Regions from separate parts of the Rattus norvegicus genome. Here region 1 is linked to region 2. Evidence: chromatin contacts called from public Hi-C data. All regions are on one chromosome and are shown on one strand. Each heading gives the region's core, a stretch centred on a gene start, on an enhancer-like site or on the middle of the called end of the contact. The rest is flanking DNA. Distances are from core to core; before and after follow the strand shown.

What was found. Hi-C and Micro-C count contacts between places; a contact is called where the count stands out from the background.
Region 1: a Hi-C map of the A7r5 cell line shows a contact between it and region 2, with 2.3 times the contacts expected there. The contact joins two enhancer-like sites. A contact is called at or near these places in 2 of 12 Hi-C or Micro-C datasets (the A7r5 cell line and Schwann cells).

What each region holds. Positions count from the first base shown.
Region 1 is chr9:90,470,750-90,473,449 of GRCr8, forward strand. No RefSeq gene overlaps it. Among named protein-coding and RNA genes, the nearest start is that of Irs1, 580 kb to the right of the region's middle. Within about 2 kb of position 1,387, at least 3 of the 93 cell types and tissues checked have an H3K27ac peak or open chromatin away from gene starts, as enhancers often do. A contact at or near this core is called in the A7r5 cell line and Schwann cells, where this site is marked.
Region 2 is chr9:90,303,897-90,306,762 of GRCr8, forward strand. No RefSeq gene overlaps it. Among named protein-coding and RNA genes, the nearest start is that of Nyap2, 450 kb to the left of the region's middle. Within about 2 kb of position 1,330, at least 12 of the 93 cell types and tissues checked have an H3K27ac peak or open chromatin away from gene starts, as enhancers often do. A contact at or near this core is called in the A7r5 cell line and Schwann cells, where this site is marked.

The DNA.
Region 1 (2,700 bases), core at 137-2,636, 170 kb after region 2:
TTTAGTTACTCTGATATTGCTGTGAAGAGGCATCGTGACCAAGGTTACTCACAAAGGAGACCGTTTAACTGAGGCCTTATTACAGTTTCAGAGCGTTAACCCGTTTCTGTCAACTTGGCAGGGAGCACTAAAGCATGCTAAAGCAGTAACTAAATTCCTACACTCAGGCCCATACACGGGAGAGCGAAAAGAAAGCAAGACTGGGCCTGGCCTAGGCTTTAAAAATCTCAAAGCTCACCCTCTAGGGATACATTTCCTCCAAGAAGGCCACACCCCTAAATCTTCCTAAACATTTTCACCAACCAGGAAACAAACACTCAAATATCTGAGCCTCCGTAGGCCTTCTCATTCAAACCGCCAAGATGGTTCAGTGGACAAGGGAACTCGTTGCCAAGCCTGAGGACCTGAGATCAGTCAGAATCTGCACGTTGGAAGGAGAAAGCCTACACTGACAAGTTGCCCTCTAACTTTAACACCCACACAGTGGGACATCACACACACACACACACACACACACACACACACACACACACAAACGTGCACACACACACCCCAAATGTGTGAAAAGTAGAAACCAAACTTCAAATCTGGTTATATTAACTATGAACTATTCCAACTACAGAAAGTCATCATTTAATCCTAATACTCAGATAGGCCTTTGACAGAAAAATAGAGTAGGGGAAAACATAAAACGCTGAAGAATGAATCTAGCCCAACAAATGATATTTTATCTTACCTCACTCATCAGTTTTTCCTGCAAATTAATGCAAGGCTGTGAAATTTGACTCTCATTTCCATCAAACACATTTCATCAAGTGACCACAAAGGACATTTCCTAATTTTTCTACATGAAAACAAAGAGATAGTGAGCTATGTGGTAAGATAGGACAAATAGAAGACTCTGCTTCTGAATGGCCTGGGACTTGCAGTGAAAACGGAGAAGAGAACCTGGTAGAGGGGTTAGGGTGGCAAAGACAAGCAGAAGTAGCAGTAGCCATGGCTGTAGTTAAGATAATTCTAGTTAGGGAAGATCAGGGGCTGACTTTTGTGTGGCGTTCCTTCCAGCTACAAAGCAATCTGTCAGGGTATTAAAAAGCCTTCCTGTCAATAGCTCTATGAGAGGGGTGCTGCCCCAGTTTAGGAGTGAGGAGAGTCTTCAGTAATATAGCCAGAACATATTGTTGGAGAAGATGAATTCAAACCAGAGTCTCTTCTAACCATGAAAGGAGATGGCTGCGAGTCGGAGATTTATATTCTAAAGCAAACAAATCAACAAGCGAAAGCAAACAGAATGTCAGGCGCTCAGTCTCTGCTTCACTGAGAGGCGTCCAAATTTGCTCGCAGCGAGAGAGGTATGCAGATGTGAAGCCTCTTGGACATTCTTCTGAATGAACAAAAGGGCTCGTAAGCTCTGTATGACCGAAGCATGTGGCCGGCATGGAATGTTGTGGCAATATAAATTATAGAGAGAATGCCCGGCTTTTCATCTCATGCCATTGCCCGCAAATGTCTGTGGGACGAAAGCAGAAGTCACTGCCAGCCCTACAGCCCTGCAGTTCTGACAGCCTGTAATCTTTCTCTGGATTCACTCCCTCCCGCTTTGTTCACCCGGACTCCTCTTAGGTGCATTTTATGGTACACACGATGCTTTGAGAAAAAAAAAATTAAATCACATTGCAGTTAATTTCGCTAGGAGAATTTCACAACGTCTTTCGAGATCACAATAACCCAGAGAATATTGTGCAACTGGGGTCGAGAATTGCTTGCCTCAGCTGTAACGCGGTGAAATAAAGTGGGTGAAAGTAGGGGGAGCCGATGTTGCTTAAAACAATGGAGTAATAAAGAAACGGCACAGAAATAAGTTGGAAAGGCACAAGCAGACCCATACACATCATCCCGCTCAGAGTATCCTTCCGCTTGCCCCGAGCAGAAGACCACGCCTCATTTCTCTGGGTCATGTCTTCTGTACATTACCCTGATTTATCATTATTCTTTTTAAATAACACAAATAAGCAAAGCTAATACATGACTGAGTAAGTGTGATGTCTGGGGAGAAACTGGTGTTTGTCTAGCTAAGCCAGCTCTGTATTTTAATTAAAAAGCATGTCTCGTGCATTATCCGGAAGTTTTCAAGTGCCCTGTTATGTCCATTTCTAACCAGTATCATGCCATTTGCACTTTTCACAACTGGCAGATGGTGCCTATATATATATATATATATATATATATATATATATATATATATATATGTATATGTATATGTATATATATATATGAAAGCTATCAATTTTATGTGAATCGGACATTCATTGCATGTTTTATGGTATGAGCTTGGATGAACCATGTTAAGGACATAGTTTCACAAGCAGAATACAATCCCACAGAAGAATAATTCATTTGGATAAATGGATAAATGACAAATCAATGGAGGTGAAAAAGGTTACAAAAACTATACTATATTATTTAGAAACATGAAAAGTCATAAATGTGTCTAATCATTTGGCTGACCAATAAAAAAATTGTAGTAGACAAAACACAAAGAAAAATAGTAAACTAAATATCTTAAAATTTATACTGTGGATAGTCTTTTTCTTATGGCGTTAGGTCACACCCAAACACACACACACACACACACACACACACACACACACACATCTATAATCCTCAAACACAAGTCAATCCTTACCTAAAATATAGCAG
Region 2 (2,866 bases), core at 80-2,579:
CCTATAGACAAATGCATTTTACCAAAAAAAAAAAAAGAGTTAATGCTTAAAGGAGACCTTATATTATTTTAAGACATTTATTTACTTTGCTTTTTATAGAGAATCATACTATGTTAACCAGTGCTCAAAAATACTTGTTTCTACTTTATTTTGAAATGCACTTCCAAAATTAAGATTATATGTTTAGATAGTAAGGTTTCTGAAAACAATTGAAAATCTGGAGTTCATCATGCCAAATATTGCTTATATGTCACAGAGAGTATGTATTTCTCAAATATTCGTTACTTTATCTTATGATTATTTAATGGCAGTTTTCTAAGATTTTATATTATGTATTGAAAGTGAAGCACAGTAAGTACACCAAACACACTGAGAGAAAGCAGGAAGTCAAAAGGAAGTTTATTTCTGTGCCATCTATACCACCAAACACTTTTCTCCAGTTCATTTTAGGTCATAACATGGGAATTTCATGAACACAGCCAAAAACAACAATGATACAATAAAACTACAATGCAGTTAATATTAGAGCAGCCCATGGTCAGCACTGCTTCATAGCCAAAAGCGATGGTGAACAGGCTCACTTCCCCCTCTCTTCTCTTTGTACCTCTCTTATCCCTAGATAAAAAACTAAAGCAGTTGGGGAACATACTTGGAGCGAATAACTAGATTAAAAACCCGATCCGTAACTGCTTTGGTTTTCTTTGTGTCTGCTTTAAAGCTAAAGCTAAAAATGAAGATGAAATACGGCTTTTCAGTTTATTACCTTTTGAATATCACATTCGTACACAAACACACACACACACACACACACACACACACACACACACACACACACACACACTCTGTTACACACTTCTGTCTGACTCGAATGAAGCTGCCCGTTCAACCAAGGGGAATGCATGCAGCACGAGTAAACCCTTAGAGCTTGAGGTGACACTTATTAAATGTATGTCAAATATTTGCAGAGATTCAGCCAATTCAGCACAAGTGGCAAACCCTTCATGAGACTGGCCACCGTGTTATGCTGGCAGGAAAATAGAATCTGAGCTGAGAAACGGGAGGGGAAAAAATGCAAGTTCTCTTAGGTCAAGGGCAACAGCTGAACAGCTCTGGGCCTACCTGCTTCAAAGGGTTCAGTGTCTTGTGTTTATAGATAAAATGTTGGTTTCTATGGGGGAAGGGTAGTCACGAGAACAAATGTCCCTGACACCCAAACAAAATAATCCCAAATAAAATGGGTGATGTAGTCAATAGTAAAAAGGGAGATAGCTATTCATGGGGAAAATGCATGACCTCACCCTGTTAGAATACACAGCCATTCATCAGCCTGGCCCAGCTTTTCTCGCTTACTTGCTTTGAATTGCATGACTCAGGGCCTTTCCCCATCCACACAGGGTTAGCTCATTTGACTGCAGACATTAAAGGTTTCTCAAGACTGGATGAATGTAAAGAAAGTTCTCAGTGTGCAGAACTCTTCCTTGTGGAAACTTTGGAGGCTTTCTTTGAGAGTGATGCACGGCCCTTTAACTCCTTGTTACCCTTTCATCTTCTTGATTCATTTCTGTCTTTGGTCTCAGTAAAGCATCATGTTAGCATAGCCGGGAGAGAAGCCTCTGTGACCAACAGAAATGTATTATAGGAATAAACTGGAGAAATATGTTCAGAAGCAGACGAATGAGCTAAAAATAGCCTTGTAAGCAAGCTAGGTTATAATTTTCAATTGTGGTTCCTGCTTAAATCTTTGAGGGCTATCGGCCCATCTCCTGGTTTTCAAAAGGCCCCTTAATTTAACTATAAACAACTGCCCCTAAAACTGCAACCAAATTGTTTGTGCTGTGTTATGTATCTAAGGAAACAAATGTAGACATCTAGAATTACATTATTAGTTTCTTTGGAGACATGTGCACTTCAAAGATTTCTCAGAATCTAGCAATGCCATGTCACCCGGGAGCCAAGGCCTCCTGTGGTGAAAGTTTCAGTTCCCTGGCTTCTGCTCCTACCCTCAGCCTCAGCCGCTGTGCTCTAGTTCTGTCCAGATATTTGGTTACTGCAGTGTAGGGGAGCAGGCCAGATATCTACTCCATTGGTTCCATTAGATGGTCGATAAAATTCCAGAGAGCAAACAAATTGAGTTTGGTCAATCTAATGCTTTCTGTTATGTCACCTTCGTCATTGCTAGTATGAACCGTGTCCTGGTGTCAGATGGAGGATAGCTCCCAGGCCCTCTCTCCTGGGAATCGACAGGGCTGGTCTAGAGATTTTTGTGATATTAGGTATCCCAGCAGCTCAAAGCTGTGCTTTAAGAAAGGCAATTCGCATCTTCATGTTGCCAAAGCATGGTGAGTACAAACCGAATCAGCCCACCATGCTTTTATTGTAGCCAACTCAACAGTTTCCAAAGGAATCATGACATCGTGGCTCAAGGTCTGGTGCATCAGCCCTGTCCAGCAAGTACAGCACTAGCTCTCCAAAACTTTAGGAACCTCTCCAAACAGCCTGCTAGCAAGAAGTGTTTGAGAAGAGTGGCCCTGGGTGACTTCTTAGGTACATGTTAACAACTTCTCCTTTGTCTTTTCTGATGACTGCAGTGGAGAAAGAATCTTGTCACAAGCACCTTGAATACTAACCATCGGACCCAAGCAAAGGGTAGATCTGTCATGTTCCACCCACACAGCTTTTGAGCTACCACAGGTGAGCTAGGAGAGAGAGTTGCACTAGCCTGGCCGCTGCATTATTTTTGGCCTGTCTGCGCATGCCTGCCTGGATGGAGAGGCCAGAAGAATTGTGTCCACCCATAATTCTGCCCAACTCTTGGCTCTGGTCCTGTTGACTTGGCAGACAAAACATTTCGAGTTCATTCTGAGAG